Regions from separate parts of the Mus musculus genome. Here region 2 is linked to region 1. The links are chromatin contacts, called in public HiChIP or PLAC-seq maps. All regions are on one chromosome and are shown on one strand. Each heading gives the region's core, a stretch centred on a gene start, on an enhancer-like site or on the middle of the called end of the contact. The rest is flanking DNA. Distances are from core to core; before and after follow the strand shown.

The links. HiChIP or PLAC-seq counts read pairs in DNA pulled down with a chosen protein or histone mark.
Region 2: an H3K4me3 HiChIP or PLAC-seq map of neural progenitor cells shows a contact between it and region 1, with 5 times the contacts expected there. The contact joins the promoter of Prex1 here to the enhancer-like site in region 1. A contact is called at or near these places in 5 of 39 promoter capture datasets (the HPC-7 cell line, cranial neural crest, frontonasal cranial neural crest and 2 more), 1 of 15 datasets of contacts at CTCF or cohesin (CD8 T cells), 50 of 484 Hi-C or Micro-C datasets (CD4 T cells, CD8 T cells, CD8 central memory T cells and 30 more), 31 of 115 datasets of contacts at active chromatin or transcription factors (CD4 T cells, CD8 T cells, the HPC-7 cell line and 20 more) and 3 of 9 other capture datasets (adipose tissue, liver and pancreatic islet).

What each region holds. Positions count from the first base shown.
Region 1 is chr2:166,668,889-166,674,062 of GRCm38.p6, forward strand. The region is part of intron 1 of Prex1 (phosphatidylinositol-3,4,5-trisphosphate-dependent Rac exchange factor 1); the gene reads right to left. Among named protein-coding and RNA genes, the nearest start is that of Gm50596, 31 kb to the right of the region's middle. Within about 2 kb of position 2,308, at least 58 of the 459 cell types and tissues checked have an H3K27ac peak or open chromatin away from gene starts, as enhancers often do. A contact at or near this core is called in CD8 T cells, CD8 central memory T cells, DN3 thymocytes and 17 more, where this site is marked.
Region 2 is chr2:166,712,019-166,717,267 of GRCm38.p6, forward strand. It overlaps Prex1 (phosphatidylinositol-3,4,5-trisphosphate-dependent Rac exchange factor 1), which reads right to left and starts at 1,814. Exons shown (of 40, transcript NM_177782.3): 1 at 1,497-1,814. The coding sequence starts at 1,700. It overlaps Gm46777 (a long non-coding RNA gene), which reads left to right and starts at 1,811. Exons shown (of 3, transcript XR_001783555.2): 1 at 1,811-5,249.

The DNA.
Region 1 (5,174 bases), core at 1,058-3,557:
GACTTCCCCCCACACAAGCCAACAATGTGCGGCATACAAACACACACACACCCCTGGATGGATAGGTGGATGGATGGATGGATGGATGGACAGACACATGTGATAAAAAGAAGAGGCCTTCATGAAATAACTCTTATCAAGGCCCTGTGAAGGGCAACTCCACATTAGGGTGCCTCCAGCACTCCTGCAGTGTTATCAGAGAAATCATGCATTCCCCAAGAGACACTAATCAGCATTAAATCTCCTAACCACCACTGATGACAGCCAGAGAACCAGCTGCTCTCAGGCCCTCAGCTCTCTTCCTCAAGGTGAAGGCCTCACTGGGCCCCCTCCCACCCAGACCTCAAGCCCCCCCACCTCCCTAGAAGCCCCTCCCTGAGGACAAAGCCCTGGCTTCCCTCAGGCCGTGGGATTCCACCAGAAAAATCTGACTGGATGGACAGAGCCGTGAAGCATGTCTCTTTGCTACCTGGCCCCTCTGTCACCTGTCCCCAGCAACCTTGGCTGAGTGGGGTTGGCTCTCAGCTCCCTGCCTGCAGCCGCTACGATGCTGGCAAAGCCGTTCGGTGTACACTTAGATATTAATGACATATAAATCCATCTCAGCGGAGTTCATACTTCTAAAAAGTGATGACTGCTTTGCCTGTCAATCAACCACTCACCCAGGGTCTCCTGAAACTAGCCAGCTGAAGACAGAAGGCAGGGACATGCTAGCCCTGTCCCTATCTCTGGGTCAGAGTGACGATACCAGGCAAAACTCCACTAGACTCATTCATAAAAACTGCACTGCTGTCTACTCTGCCCAAGAACCTGGCTTTGAGGTGCCCCATTTGGTGGTGCAAGGCTTGGCTCCAGGCATCAAGCTCACCACCAACACCCAGTCCTTCGGAGAGCACAAGCCAGGTCGTTTGGCTCAGACTTCTGAGCCTCCCTCCCTCCAGCCAAGAAGCACTCATTCCCTTGGCTGGCTGTCTTCCCTCAGCTTTTATTGCTGATCTTCAAGTTCACCAACCAACTCCTTCTCACTGGACAATGACCCTCGTGCGTGCAGGCACACAACCTCAGGTGTGAGTCCTCACTCTCCACTCTATTTGAGGCAGGCCTCTTGGCTGTTTTGCTGTTGCTGATGCCAGGTTTGCTGCCCCGTCCCCCAGCTTCCAGAGCTTCTCCTGCCTCTACCTCTCATCCCCCAGTAAGAGTGCTGGGTTCGCAGACACTCCTTCATCTGGCTGGCGTTGGGTCCTTGGGCTTTGAACCGAAGGTCCTCATGTTTGCACAGTAAATGCTTTGACTCGTGTGCCATCTCCCTGGCCCATCGTCTGACGTTTTAGATCTAGTACATCAGCAAAAAAGGCCAGAGTCCAGGGTTAGAATAGGAAAGATGAAGCTTTCTGAGGATAGACAGAGCTGTGGAGAGAGAGAGAGAGAGAGAGAGAGAGAGAGAGAGAGAAAGAGAGAGAGAGGGAGGGGGAGAGGGAGGGGGAGAGAGAGAGAGATCAGAGAGGACAGGTGCTGGAGCAGTTGGGACTAAGGGGCCCTGGGGACAGGGCTGCTCCAAACGGAGAAAGGGGAGGGACCAGGTGAGACCCAGGAACAGAGGCTTGAAAGAAATTCCCCGTGGGAGGGGTGTGGGGCCACACTAGAGGTGGCAGGGTCAGAGACCCTTTGCAAGGACCAATGAGCAATGACCACCCAAAACTATACTCTAAGTGCCCTGGAAGTAGAGTCCTCCTGCAAAGCCCTCAGTACCTGGGGCCCAAGGTGTGACAAATGATGAAGGTCTGGCAGAGAGGTGGTGCAAGGGAGGGAGGAAAGGAGGGAGGAAGGGAGGGAGGGAGGGAAGGAGGGAGGGAGGGAGGGAGGAGGAGGTGTGAAAGAGGGAGGGAGGGAGGGAGGTGTGAAGGAGGGAGGGAGGGAGGTGTGAAAGAGGGAGGGATGGAGGGAGGGAGGGAGGGAGGTGTGAAGGAGGGATGGAGGGAGGTGTGAAGGAGGGAGGGAGGGAGGTGTGAAGGAGGGATGGAGGGAGGTGTGAAGGAGGGAGGGAGGTGTGAAGGAGGGAGAAGAGGAAGATGGGGCAGGGAATTTGACAGGTGAGGGGTAGAAAAGCAGCTCACTGACCCTGAGCCTTCCTAACCCCTCTCCCACACAGACTCATTAAACCTCAGTGGTGAACTGAGTCCTGGATGCAGTTGGCCTCTGAGGCCTCACTGGGGTCCAGAAATGCTCAGGAAACGCTGCACAGCACTGGCAGGAGGCCGTTCCCATGGCCTCCTTCCTCACCATGGTGATGGACGGCAGTGGCACCATCTGAGCGTCTGAGCACATTCCTCCTTCCTGCTCACCCTGGAGACAGACCCCCATGTCCCTACCTTCCCTACCGACTCCTAAGCCCCGCCCCCTGCTATTCAGAACCCTGTGAACATCATCCGTCTGCCAATCCAGTGACAGCCAGTTCTGTGTGTCCAGGGATCTGGGTCTACACTTGGCAATGGTTTTTATTTCACACGTGTTTGAAGGACCAGTGAGGTGGCTCAGCAGGTAAAGGCACTGACTGCCAGGCCTGACAGCCTGAGTTCAATCCCACAGAAGGGAAGGAGAGAGAGAACTCAGGGTTGATGGAGAAAACCCTGGCTCCATCCAACACATGAAAGCAAAACAGTTTGACACCGAGTTCACCCTCTGGCCTCCACGTGCATGCACATACATGTGTATGTGCACACTCATGTTTGTGCACGCGCGCGCACACACACACACACACACACACACACACACGCGCGCGCGCATCAAAAAAGCCTGAAAATAAAACAGGAGACGCAAAGTGGGTCCAAAGAATGTCCTAAAAAAGCAAGGGTGCCTGAGGGCAGCTGGCAGCCATCACTGCCATCCACAGGCCTTGCCCCTTCTAGCCACATCCTCTTCCTGCTGCTCCAGATTACAAATTTATACAAGAGAACAAACTGCAGGCTGGGGAGGGGGCGGGGGAGCGGGGAGGCAGAGGCAAGCTCTCCTTTAACCCCAGCATTTGGGAGGCAGAGGCAGGTGGGTCTATGAGTTTGAGGCCAGCCTGGTCTACAGAGCAAATGCCGGGCCACCAAGAGCTACACAGAGAAACGCTGTCTCAAAAAACAGAGACAGACAGAGAAAGACTAACCTTGAAAGGGGATGGGGCTGAGGGATTTGCCTCAGTGAAAAGGGTGCTTGCCCAAAAGCAAGCAGATACAGCAGAAATGTCGGCTGTTCAAGGTCCACACATATGGCAAGCCTGAAGCCAGCCTGGGCTAGAGACTCTACCTCACAGGAAAACAAATTGTAAAATCTGTAATTATAAGGAATCTTACAGGCAGGTCTGGAATCTGGGGGAAGATCTGAAGAGGCCCCTGGAGAGAGCTACTTGCAAAATGTTTTAGAAATGAGAAAGGCCCGGCAAGGCTATCATCACCTAATGGTACACGGCTACACTGCTACAGTCCGATTTTGAAGAATGATCAAAACACATCTTTTTCCCCAAACATCACAGATGACAAGTGGCCACCAGATGCTGGGGACAGGAAATACGGTTGTGGTTTATTTTCTTTGTTTTCAAAAATTAGTGATGCCATTTAAAAAAAAAAAATCCAGGCCAAATAAAAAAAGTAGAAACGGTGGGTTTTCTTTTTTGAGGGTAGGGAGGGAGGGATGCCCCCTCTCAGACCTCCACAGACTTGATGGCAGACACACCTGAAGCCAGCAGCACCAGAGGAGAAGAACCCAAACAGAACTTTTGATCAACCTCCTGCATCTGAGTCGTCGTGGGAAAGTCTCTGGGAGCCAAGAACCTAACACCGGAGCCCAAAGAGCTTGCTTCAGGGCACAGGGCACGTGTCAGGCTGTGACGCAAGTCCACCCACAGAAACATCATGAAAGCCACCGTCAAGCGTCCTCTGGAATCTCAGCTGCAACCCCAGGGACTGAACCCAAAGAACTCCTAGGTCCCAGAAGCCCCAGCCTGGCTATGACAGAGGCCACCCTACCTTTCATCACCCACTTCTCTCCTTCCTCCAGGTGAGGCACCTAATACTGCCCCCCGGAACCACCGAGCACCCCCAGATCAACTGCACCCGTGGCTCACGTTCTGGCTTCAGGGATACCAAGTCCCCTCTGTTTTAGCCTGTCTGGTCTGGACGGTCATCAGTCCCTTACACAGAAAGCCACCAGCCAAGGACTAAATGGGGTCTTTAGGGAGTGAGGTCCAGCTGTGCCCACCCATTCAGCATGGGTAAGGGTCCACACCTACAAATCTCATGGAACTGCTCCTTCACCCACTCCACTCTGGGACAATAAGCTCCAGGCCCACTCTGCTCCACTCAGCAGGGCTGCGTGAATGATGCTGTGACTCGTGGTAGTGGTAGTGGTGGTGGTGGTGGTGATGGTGGTGACGATGACGGTGATGTTGGTGATGCTGCTGCTGCTGCCGATGCTAATGTTGTGGACGGTGATACTGACACTGATGCTGATGATGGTGGTGCTGATGTTGATGATGACAATGACGATTCTGCCTATGTTCACAGGGCCATCGAGAGCTTCCAGGCCATGAAGAAACAATAAAGTGGCCTGCCCAGGATCACACAACCTCTCCTGGCTAGTCTACCAGTCAGCCCTCCCCAGTCACCCACAATGCTGGTATCTACACCTTCCCTATTCAGCCTGCTTCGACCTCAATAACCCCAACTCTTGCTCACCAACCACTTCTCCGCTATCTAGCTGTTGCCAGAATAAGGTCTAAACTTGGGCTGCACAGGTCCTAAAACATGCTCAGTCACCTGTTCTTAGAAGGTACAAGTGACAGTGAAAAGATGAGAAAGAGCTGATTCAGTTTGGGCTTAAAGGACAAGAGGCCTACAGAATGCAGCCATGCTGGAAGAGGGGTGGCCCTGCCTGTCACTGACCCATCTTTGTCCTGACTTAGAAATACCCTCCTGAGAGGCAAGTTTCTCTTCTGGCCGGTATCAGTCCTCAGCCTGTCCCTTCTCTCAGTGTGAGAGTCCTGGGGAGAGCTTAATTGTTCAGGGTCTGTGTTTAAATATCCTGGTACCAGAAGTGTCTCCCTCTCCACTCCGTCTACTCTAGATGCTTCTATTCCACTGGGCCTGAAACACGGTGTTCTCGCCCTCAGACTTCACAGTCACCCTGGCCAC
Region 2 (5,249 bases), core at 564-3,063, 43 kb after region 1:
GGGTCCCCTGCTCTTGTACACGTGGGGAAACCGAGGTCAACACAGGAAGCAACGGTGTCCCAAGACACAATAATGTCTGTCTGGCTCATCTCAGAATGCCCCAGTCACACAACAATGGCTGTCCACAAACGACAGGTGTCCTGGGATGACATGAAAGTCAGAGAAAACTTTTCCCCCCCTGGTTTCTTTAATTCTAAGAATGTGGACTCTAATCAATTTCCATTATCCTAGCGGCCCCGTCTCCGTAGGGACGATTTAAAACCGCAGTCAACCTAGCACAACAGCCAGGGGCACACATGGGGGAGTGGGTTTTGTTTTTTTTCCCCCATTAATATAAAAACTAGTTTAGATTTCCTGTTTCTTTTTAAGGCTGAGCAGCTCAGTCACTGCGAGGGGGAAGTGAGGAGTTCCCTAGAATCTGTCATTGCTCAGCAATGCCAGAGTGGCTGCCTCTTTCATTTAGAAACTGCCAGCTTCAAGCCCTACCCGATTCTCTCTCTCTCTCTCTCTCTCTCTCTCTCTCTCTCTCTCTCTCTCTCTCTCCCCCACCCCCTTCTCAACTGTGAGAGAGGAAGAGATGGGAAAGAAAGCCAACCCTGTCTTATTCTCACAGGCCTTTCCAGAAGGATCCTTGGGCCAAAGGGCTTTCAATGCCTCCACACAGCGTCTTCCCCCCCCCCAACTTCGTACTCCCTCCTCCCTCAGTGGGAACCCCCCCCCCCGACCTCACACAGACTCCCCTGCATCCTTAAGCCATTGAGTGTTTCTTTTTCCCAGATGGAGAGAACTCCAGTGTGATTGGGGGTCTCTTGAAACACACACACACACACACACAAACGCACGCCTTCCTGAAGCAGGGTTAAGACTTCCTCCAACCCAAGAAGGGAGTTAAAGCGGCCCCAGCAGGAGGCACGGAGATTAAAGCCCTCAGGTCTCTAAGACCAGCCCTTCCCACCCCCTCCAGTTTTCTCACTTCCTAGGAGGGTAGGGAAGTGGCCCCTTCCTCATTCTCACTAGAGACACCAGGGCAACTACGTACCGGAGTTTAAAGCCCCCGCAGGGCTGCCCTGGGTCACCGCCCTGCATCCAACCCTACGACGTAGCCTGCAGAACTATCCAGAGCAAGGGACTCAACCTCTCTGGAGCCGAACTCTTCCCTGATCTTAAGGATCAGAAAATATAACCTACTGATGAGCCCGGTAACGGCACAGTCTGCTGATACCAGTGTAAGGTGCGTGGTACACAGACGCACTCGGACGCTGTTTTGCAGTCTAAGGCTTTGACTGTGCAATTCGAGCTGGGGCAAGGCTACGGAGCCCAGGGTCCCCGGTGCAGCTAAGGAGCCCCTACCCGGGCTTCTCCCTACACTGGCCCCCCAGCGGGGCGGCCCCGGGCAGCGGCCGCGCGGATGTAACCATTTCAAACTATGCACAAGGCGGGGAGCCACAGACAAAAGCGCAACGCGGGCCGGCCGGCCACAGGTGGCGGGAGCTCACCGACTGCAGGAAACGCAAGGTGCCCACGTAGTCGCGCTCGGTGCCCAGGATCTCGTTGAGTACGCACAGACGGAGGCGCAGCTGGCGCTCCGAGTCGCGGGCGGCCGCGCACGGCCCGGAGACGGGGCCGCGAGCATCGGGATGCGCACCGTCCCCGCCTGGGTCCCCGCCGCCGTCACCACCACCGCTGCCGGGTGCCTCCATAGCCGCGCGGCGCCCGAACTTCCCGCGCCGAGGTCGCGCCGCGGCTTAGGCGTCCGGGCTCCGCATCCCGGACAGGCGCCGCTCAGCGGGCCCGGGGCAGGCGGAGCGGGGGCGGGACCTGGGCGGGGTCATGGTGTATGGGCGGGGCCTTGGTAGAGAGGGCTGAGCGATGGGCGGGGAAGGAGGCGGGGTCAATCTGCTAGTGGGCGGGGATCTTTGTAGAAAATGGACGGGGTGGGGCGGCACCTCATGCGGAAACTGGGCGGGGACTAATGGAGAATGGACTGAGCTGGGGCGGAGTCTGGTGGGATTGGGCGGGGATTGGGCGGAGCCCCCTCCCGGCTTCCAGGGAGCGTCGGCCAAGAGCCGGTTCGTGCGCGCGCCGCACAGTCAGAGTTTGGGGCTGGAAATGCGTCGCCCCAGACCCCAGTCAGGTCGTGGTTCTGCTGAGTCTGTAGGCCAAGACCCATTCAGCAGTTCTGCAAGAGCAGCTCGCGCCATCCACCCGTAAGGAGTGCCCCGTGGGTGATCTGCTGGAGCCGGATCAGCGACCACCACGCGCATCTCCTGACGCCCGGAAGAGCAGCTCGACGCCCCCACCAACACGGCCGCTCATGCCCTCGGCTTACGGTGACCTTGGAAGAACTCTAGCTGCATCTTTGTCCTTACTTCTGTTTCTCTTTCCGTCGGAGCTCTGCGCCTACTGTCCCAGCGCTCCCCATCCCTAAGCAAAGGTGCCCACTTGGACGAGACCGTTGCAGGAAGCCGCCCTCGTACCCACCAGAGATAAAGCCAAAATGGGAATTTTGCTGCCAGCCGACAGGCTGTTCTGTGTGACCTTGATCTTTCAAACGTTCAGTTAACGTGCTAACCCCCCTTTACCCTCGAGAGGCATTGGGACCCGAGTCAGCCTCTGGGGTTCAGCCCCTCATTGATGACCTTGGTCAGCACCCCCATCCCACCTAAAGCTCCTCCGTTTGCCTCACAGTACAAGGGGAAGAACAGTAACACCTAACTCTTAGGGACCAGCATACGGCTGAGCCATAGTCCCTGGAAAGTGATTTTAACACCCTAGAAAGTCTTATCTTCGTTCTTAATTATTCCTGCCTTTGTCAACTGCCCTCTTGACCGGGCCTCTGAACTGCTTGTTCAATCCCTACCTGCCCCGCCTCAGATCTATTATCTCCTATGGAGTCAGTCCCTGTTTCACAAAATAGCCTCTGTGGAGTGTCATCATTTCTGGGGCAGGAGCACTGTCCTCTATTTACTTCCCTTCAAGATGCCTAGAATAGTTCTCTGGGGCCTTGAAGTAAAACAGTCTTTTGCACAAGGATAGAGGAGAGACTGTGGTAGCTCCTGCTACCCCTGGCCCTGTTCCTTTGGGGCCTAGGGCACCGTGACATTTGATGTGGGCAAGGTATCCTAGGTAAATGGATGTAAAAGGGTGAGCCCATCAGGTATTGGTCATGGAGTGAGTGTTTCCAAAGAATCATTATCTTCTTGTTTCTGAGCTTTCCAGACATAACACTGCTTCTGTCCTTAGATCCAGCACCTTTTTGGGTTTCAGTGGGCCCTGTCTTGAAATCATTACTCGCTAGCTGGTAGCAGTCACGAGCCAGCCAAATCCAGCTGCCTGGGTGACCTTGGCCAAGACACTTCACCTTTCTGAAGCTCCATTTTTTTTTTTTTAATCTGTAAGATGAGAGTCTGAGGGAACAAACCCAGGATTAGTGACATCTAGGGTCAGGTTAGTTCTCCATTGTAAGAGCATAGCAGCACACAGTACCCGGGATGTCCCAGGAGCACCCCGTCCACAGTTGTGAGCCGTCGGTGCCTTCTAAGGTAGCCAGAGAACCTCTGACACACGCAACACAGCTAGCTGGGTTAGGTAGTGCTAAGTAAACACTAGTCCCCTTCTCAGCCTGTGACCAAGGCTGGAGGTTAGCCTCACATTTACACATGGGTCCCACCCTCCAAACAAGAACTGACTGTCAGAAAGAATGACCGAGCACTTCCACATCTGTGGACGGGCCCCTCACATCATCTCCCACCCTGGAACAGTGACACTGCCTAGCACACGTGTCTGGATTTCTTGTGGAGCTCTTTGTTGCTGGTTTGTTGGATTTATGTAGCCCAGGACAGCCCTGAACTCCTGATCCTCCCGCCCCAGTCCCCAGAACGCTAGGGTTACAGGCCTGCATCACCAAATCTAGTTCTGTGTGGGCTTTTCCTCTGTGAGTAATGGGACTTTCTTCAACCTGGTGTTGTAAGACTTTGAGCATACAGTAAGCAGCCAATAAGTGCCAGCCTTTACTAATTCCGCTCACAGTCTGATGCTAGAGGTGCCTGTGTCTTTTAGGGTTGATTTGCAGTAAAGAGAAGGAAACACGGGCTAACAAGAGCTTAAAAGCTAAGGGCATCATTTTCTCAGAAGAGGCCCAGAGCTGGGTTCCTGAGGCTGACTCAAAATGTAGTAACGTCGTCAGAGCACCTCTGACCTTGCTGTCTCTGTCACGGTGTTTGGCCTCCAAGTCACAAGATGGCTGCTGAGAAGAGACATCACCTCCTCTCACACAACTGTCCCGTGGCAGAAAGAGGACAAAGGGGACCCTGTCTCTTCTGTGCCTCTCTTATTGAAAGGATAAAAGTTAAGACCCAGCAGGTCAGAGCTGGGTCGCGTGGCCACTCCCCTAATAGTCCCTGACCAAGACCAAGGATCACAGCATTGACTTAGGAGAGGCCTATTTCATATCCTGGGACACTGCACCCCTAAACACGTGGGGTTCTGTTAACAAGCCTAGGGGGCCCTAAAGGTAAAGCAACAAGCACCTACTAAGCACCTGGCCTTGAAGGACATGCTGAGCAGGATACAGGTTACAGAAGTGAGCTGTGAGGACAGGAATAGAGGTAATAGCAAGTTCCTGCCCTTTCATTCAACCGATGGTAGCGAGAGCCTAATATGCAGCTACTGGGGGTTGGTAGAGGTCAGGACAGATGTCCAGAGCAAGGAGAGGTCCCAAACATGATGGTCACAGTTCTTTCTGCTTCCCAGAGGCAAGCAAAGCAAAAGCCAAGAATACACAGCTGAGGGGCCTGCAGGCCTCTGATGACTCCATACCCCCGACAGAGACAACTTTGTCCACAGTTGGTGGGATCAGTGGGGGCACCCTCTGTACCCTGTCTGGTGAGACTCTCAGATTAGCTACTACTGACTGAGAGTGACTTACTAAGCCAAAGGTTGTGTAACGATCTCTTCCAAGATGAAAATGTCCCATCCAGCAGGGAAACTCCTTAAGCGGGGAGGTGAACAACCAAAGAGACTTCAAGAGCTCCCTGAAGCTGAGCAGACTCACTAGGCCCTGCCCTGCCGCCAGAGTAAGCAATCAAAGTTAAGAGTCCCTCTCAGACAGCAGGAAGTTGAGCAGCAAGGAAGACTCTGAGACCAGACTAGCCACCCAGAAGAAGCAGAAACCAGCCCAGCTGCTGGAAGAGTTTTAAGCCAGCTGGGACAGCTAGAAGGGACACTCTCCGGCCCGCTGAGCTGCCTGC